Regions from separate parts of the Hordeum vulgare genome. Here region 1 is linked to region 2. The links are chromatin contacts, called in public HiChIP or PLAC-seq maps. All regions are on one chromosome and are shown on one strand. Each heading gives the region's core, a stretch centred on a gene start, on an enhancer-like site or on the middle of the called end of the contact. The rest is flanking DNA. Distances are from core to core; before and after follow the strand shown.

Region 1 (3,239 bases), core at 634-3,133, 190 kb before region 2:
ACAAATAACAACGAAAAGCATCTTTACTCTATGTAAACATCAATAAGGGGGAAAAGTGTATCAGCTATAATACTGATGCAGTGAGACAATGTTTGCTTTACATACCTCGATAATTGTTCCCCTCGTCATAACACCAAGAGAAGTGTACATTGGACCGTTTGGGTTTTTCTTCACAGAAATTATGTCGAGGTTGAACGTACATTTCAGTTCAGGGTGAGTCACATGAGCCTTGGTGAAACGCAGACCAGTAGGTCGGATGAACCTCTCATACTTTGGTGGCTTCCTTGTAAATCCAGGGCCAACAAAGGTGGCTTTAGTTACCATTCTCTTCCACTGCTTGGCTGCACAAGGAAAATTTACCACCTAAATTATTTGGCTCTATGGAGAAGAAATAGTATGTGTAGTCAGTGCTAACGTTCACCGAATGTTAATAAAAGCAACTTCAGACCAAAAACATAAGTTATCATAATTCAGTTGTCTTGCAGTTGCAGCACATTCACTTTTGGGAAAGCATCCGAACAAAAATGGGCTAACAACTGCCAAGGAATTACGAACTTCAACAATGCCAGTATATGACTGCGTGGCACATGCAAATTACAAATAGTAACCTAGGTTGCCTAATAGATCATATAGTGACTTACTTTTCCTCTTGCCAGTACGTAGAACTTTGAACATTTCTTCTTCAGCAACAGGTCTGACCTGCAAGAAGATAAAGCATGGCAATACTTAGACGAGCAGGAATCCACTTATTTTGAAGCAAGTAGACAACAGCAGTTTGCACTAGGGACTACCTTTGGCAAAGGAACGTCCCATTTGCCAGCCTTTTCCTTCCTCTTTTGCTTAATCGTGTTGCTGAGAACCTACAATTGACGATAAGTCAGCAAGCAGCGCAATAAGAAGGTCTATGCGGCACGGCAGGTGGTAGGAACAGAGTGTGTACCTTGGCACGCTGTGTCGAATCACGATCAAGCAGATACGGAGGAAGAGCGCCCTCCTCAACGTCATCATCAACCTTCTGCCGGGAAGAAGACTCGTCGTGCATCTTCAAGCTGCAAGAAGAACACTTGTGAGTAAAGCCCACACAACCGTAACCAGATACGCTGATTCTACATCATGAGGATAATATCTTTGATGCTGGAGCGTCTCCTATTCGTATCACTAATCTTCCACCTAAATGAGGCTGGGGGTTGTTTGCCCCCTTAGTCTCTAAAAAGTTCTACCACAACTGCGATAGCGAACAATCATCATCTCTCTAAGTTCTAGGCAAGTATCAATTGGAGCAGCAGGCAAGGAACCATTCTGAATGAAACATTACACACAAATCAACTTACGTCTTCTTCATCTGTGCCTTCTCGGCATACCGCTTCTTGGCGAACCTCTTGCCCTTAGCACCGAGCAGCTGCGAAATACAAAACCTCACACGCATCAGCGACAGAAACGCAGAGAAACATACACGGGACTCGAAGGAGAGGGGACGCATCAGCATCACGACGGCACCTTGCGGGCATCCTTGGAGTTCTTCTTGACGGAGCGCGCCTCCTTCTTGCGCTTGCGCTCCTCGTAGTCCATGCGCCGGCCATGGCGCTTCTGGTGAAGCTCTATGTAATCTCCCTGAGGCTGCAGCAAACTCGAGAACGGAGGAAATCAGCGCAAAAATTCGTGGGGAAAAGACATCATGCGGCAATCAGAGAGCGAGCAGAGCGGGGGGCGCGATCGGGACGGGCCGAATCGGGAGCGGGGCGGACGGCGGCGAGGTCGGGGCGGAGGCGGCGGGAGGAAGACGGAGGGGGCTTACCATGGCGGCGAACCCTAGCGCTGGTCGGTGTTTGGGGTGGGGAGGCGGCGGAAAGGACGGAGAAGAGGCGTCGACTTTGGGGTTTATAGGTATTTATGGGCCTTGGGCTGCACGATCTGGGCTGCCTGGACATTTTTTGACCGTTAGGAGGCTCTCGCATAATATGGGCCAGAAAGGCCTGCTCTGGTAATTAAATGTAAAAAAAAATACATTTGCTCTGGTAATTCATTGGCTGCAGCTCAAGAAAAAAATTGATTGGTCACGTTTGCCTACGCTCTTCGCTTGTGAGTCGAAAGTTGTGACCGCTGACTGAAATGTAACCTGTTGACCACCAAAAATATGGACTCTGAGAATTAACATTTTTTTACTCTGGAGTTTGGGAATTAAACGTGCTATTTTTTACTCTGCAGTTAACAGGGTTTTCCAAAAAAGGTACAGTAGTTAGCAGGGTTGTTATACCCCTAGCCCGTCAAATACTAGGTATGTTTCGGCTGACAGCAAGGTGCGTTTGTGGTTACTTGATCAATCTTCTTTGTAATCCAACCTTCGGTAGACGATGTAGCGTTTGTGGTTACATGATCAATCATGTAGCGTTTGTGGTTACTTGATCAATCTTCGGTGTAATCCAATCTTCGGTAGACGATGTATGACTGCATTTATGTGGCCGGTGTCTCTATGCTGCACTTAGTATTTCTAAGAGAATATGGACTTTGTTTGGATTCGTATCTTTTGACATGTTAATAATGTAACTGTGTTCACTCCGGTTCTTTCTTATTTTTTGCAAAATATATTGGACAACTCATGGGAAAATAAAACCTTGAGTGAAATTTAGGCTAGACAGATTTTTGGTAGGGCAAACTTGGGCCACCACCAAACACACCATGAGGGTATACATGATAAACCTTGTCGTACAGATGATTGTAAGAATTTCAATGAATGTTTGTTTTGCCTAATCTCTCGTCAGTTGTACATTTTGTATATATCACCTCAGTCCCAAATTATAAGATATTTCAATATAGACCACATACTGACTGAAATGAGTGAACAAACACACTAAACACATCTATATACATTCGATTCAGAAAAAAGTTAGAACGTCTTATAATTTGGAACAGATATAAAATCTGTTTCAGGACATCTCAAAAAGCACAAGGGACACATGCATTTGAATTGGAGACCAAAAACAAACATCTCACATCAAGTGCATGCAAGTCGTAATCTGAATGAACATATATTTTGGCGATGCGATTTCCCCACAAAAGAAAGGTCAAGCTCTTGATTTACACCGGTATGTGAAACCACAGTAACCGAAAGAAGAAAACTGCTGATTACAGGATAAGAATTGTACAGCCTCTACAGAAAAGCAAATTGCATGGAGATAAAAATTCCACACGAAGCTACCTAGCGACCTGGCTTCATTTCCCTATCCCTAGCTCTTTGGCAA
Region 2 (3,317 bases), core at 580-3,079:
GGAGGCAAGCAGGCAGGCAGCCAGCAGCCAGCAGCCGTGTCAGTGTCAACTACATGATGTTAAAAACACATATTTTCCTTTTTAGTACAGCAAATTGTTACGCGAAATTTGAACCAGATGGTGAAGAGATGTTCTTATACCAATAAATAAATAATTTTTTAAGGTATCCTGCTGAGAAAACCATGAATGGCCACATTTGTTGCTCTGGTTGACTCCATTGATGCACCTCTAAGGCTCTAACCCATGATAATCCGGGAGAAGCTTGGTGAGAGGCGGTAAAAATCTCTTAACAAGCCGGTAATTGAATTAAGATGAAATAGGCGGACGCGGTAAAATATGCATGTTTTTTTTTGTCCTTCCCCGGCAACGGCAGGCAAGGGCCGGGCGTGGATTTTGTCTAACTGATTGCGGTGCATCGCATATCCTGACCATCCATCAAGCATGCAGATCAAATCAATACATCAATCAGGCATGCATGCAAGCAGTAGGGTCTATGGTCTAGTAGTAGAGAATATCACTTGCCTTTTAGCTGTATGTACTACTACTAAATAGCTACTAGTAGTTGCACTATGTTTGCTAGAAAAACTTTTAAATGTTTTTTACAAATTTAAATTCGTTTATGTATTTGAGTTTATCACGGCCAGCTCTACGAAATAAGTCCAATATCGATATATTTCCAATAAAATTTCATATATATTTTTATAAAAGTTCAGACAAGCTGTTTACAAAATTCATTGGTTCCAAATGCATTTTCTAGCAAAGTTTCCTCACTAACAACAAAGCTACTATAAAATCATATTTCAATTTCAGCTAACAAAAATGTTTTTATAATTTATACAATACTGATCTTGTTCTAAAGACCTTAGCGCCGTGAGTTAAATATATAAAGAGTTTTAAAAATAAAATAAAAAAATTTAAAGATATGAGTCATCTAAACTATCAAAAGAAAAATAAAAGTAACTATGATTGAGGAGAGAGAAAAGATGCTCTAGGCATGCATGTGTCACTGAGCAGAAAAAGACTAGAAGAAGGGGCATGCACATGCAAAAGGATTGGATCCATATGAAATAGTAACGGTTGAGATACTAGTTACGCGCACAACCAGTTAGACAACGCCTTATTCGGCAAGGGCCAGCTTGCTCGGCAAGGGCCAGCTTGCAGAAAGAATACGAAAGCTAGCGTGCAGGCACACCCGTACACAGGTTCCATGCAGAATTCGTCAAGCTGGTCGCAGCGTGAAGCAACTGAAATGCCGAAAATACCGGCAGCTGTTCGGCGCCGACAGCGACGTACGGGGCTCCGGTCATCTTCTACTCTAGGCTTGTCATTTTGCCGTAGGGGGAATCCGCTACGGACGGACCTATTCAGATAGAAGAAGAAGAAGAAGAAGAAGAAAAGATTCCGGCTAGTATTTCACGGGTCAAAATTAGCACGAGGAAGAAATCACGGGCTGAAACAACGGCGCCGGCCGGAAAGAGAGAAAGTGGAGATGGTCGTGGTGTCTTGTTTACCGGAGCAATGGCCGTGGCAGCGGGCGGAGGAGGCGCCGGCGTCGGCGGAGGAGGTTTTGTGGTGCGGGGCGTGGTGGGAGCGGCATTTCTTGAGCATCTTCTTGAGGCGCTTGAGGCCGACGGCGGGGAGCTGCTGCTCCGCCGCCGTCCGCATCCCGCGCATGTACGTCTCGTACCTCTTGGTGAACTTCATGGCCGGGCGGGCGGGTGATTTCCGCGCCCTCGATCGAAACTGTTGCTGTTGGCGTTAATTGGATGGCGGATGGAGCACGGGAGAGAGGCGGGCGCGCGGTGGCGGAGGAAGGAGGGCGAGAGTCACGGGCGGGCGGGCGGGCGGGCGGAGGCGAGGATGGTGTGAGCGTTGGTTGAGCGGTTCACGTGAAGAGGGGAGGAAAGCTTGAGGACGGGCGCGATTGGGTGGGGGAGCAGAGAGGAAGGAAGCAGAGGCTTATTTATTGTTCCCGGCGGCGGGCGGTGCTCATTCGCGACGAGACGACGACGGGGGTGTAATATTTGGCGCGGTCGCCGTCCTTTGGCTCGTGTCCTGCTTTCCCGTCGTTTCCTCTGCTCAATGATGCGTGTCCTGCCGGTCGCTGCCTGGCTCGATGCGATGAGGATTGTATAGGGATTCGGAAAGGGGCGCTGCGGAAGTCATTCAACACCCTGTTACCCACAATGGAAGTAACATAGGGGGTGTTTGTTTCCACGGACTTTTTAATGTAGGGATTAAAAAAAGTTTTCTTTTAGTTTCATATATGAAACAAACAGGAGGGACTTTTAAGACTAAAATAAGGTATTTGTGACTAAAAGAAAAAGTCTCTATAGAGGGTCTTTTTAAGACTTTTTGGCACTTTTTTCAACAGTGCCCTTACTTTTAGCATGTCATTTAATAACTTCTAGTACACTACTAGGGGTAAGAGCATCTCTAACAGCTGCCCAAGATAGGGCAACAATTTTTTGATTATAGGGCAGCCAAAATCTCGGTATAGGACAGCGAAACATCTGTTGATTTACCAACAGCCCAAGATAGGGCAGTGCGTTGCTCCAACAGCTGCCCCAAATGCATCTCCAACGCGAAATTTAAACTCACACGGCTATATTTTGACACATAGCAGATACAAGTTCGACAAACGAACAGCAGAACGGCGATAAAATTAAATCTAATTTTAACCTAACGACGACTAATCGGCGGCGGCGCCTAGTCCAGGACGTGCGCGTCGGAGTCGGAGTCCTAGAACGAGGAGCCGAGCGACGACGACGACGACGACCCGGCATTGATACGGTTCGGCGGCGACGGCGGTGGATCGGACGGCCCCGCACCGTCGGCTCGGGCGGCGGCGGCCTTCTTCTTCTTCTTCCGCCCAACGAAGAAGTCGAGCTCCGCCTGCACGAGCTCGGGGTGGTCGCGGCGGAGCGTCTCCATGCGGAGCTCGTTGATCTGCGCCGCCCGCAGGTTCGCGCGCTCGCCCCGCTGCTGGCGGCGCTGCTCGTGCCCGTCCGTCACATCGACGAAGTGCATCGGCGACGCGGAGTCGAATGTCCCTATCCACCACCGAACTCCGTCGGCGGTGATCTCCGCCGCGAATCGGCCGGAGGGGCGCTCCCGCACGCCAAAGAAGCCGGAGCTCGGGCGGCGGCGCGGTGCCATGGCGGAAGAGGGGGAACGGCGACGACGGGCGGCGATTGGAGGGAGGGGGAACGGCGGCGGGTGGTTGGCGCGGCGGGAGGTGGATGGGCGGCGGCGAATTTGGTGCGGTGGCGCGCGGCTGGGGTAGGAATTTATTGGCGCACGGTGGGGCGGGAAGC

Evidence for each region. HiChIP or PLAC-seq counts read pairs in DNA pulled down with a chosen protein or histone mark.
Region 1: an H3K4me3 HiChIP or PLAC-seq map of embryo shows a contact between it and region 2, with 10 times the contacts expected there. The contact joins the promoter of LOC123424768 here to the promoter of LOC123424763 in region 2. A contact is called at or near these places in 1 of 6 Hi-C or Micro-C datasets (seedling) and 1 of 1 datasets of contacts at active chromatin or transcription factors (embryo).

What each region holds. Positions count from the first base shown.
Region 1 is chr2H:44,309,034-44,312,272 of MorexV3_pseudomolecules_assembly, reverse strand. It overlaps LOC123424768 (ribosome biogenesis protein NSA2 homolog), which reads right to left and starts at 1,883. Exons shown (of 9, transcript XM_045108447.1): 1 at 1,796-1,883; 2 at 1,498-1,617; 3 at 1,332-1,399; 4 at 941-1,049; 5 at 792-860; 6 at 642-699; 7 at 106-341. The coding sequence starts at 1,798. LOC123424767 (F-actin-capping protein subunit alpha) reads right to left here. Exons shown (of 10, transcript XM_045108446.1): 10 at 3,011-3,239. The coding sequence ends at 3,211.
Region 2 is chr2H:44,123,195-44,126,511 of MorexV3_pseudomolecules_assembly, reverse strand. LOC123424763 (probable E3 ubiquitin-protein ligase BAH1-like 1) reads right to left here and starts at 1,829. Exons shown (of 6, transcript XM_045108442.1): 1 at 1,512-1,829. The coding sequence starts at 1,704.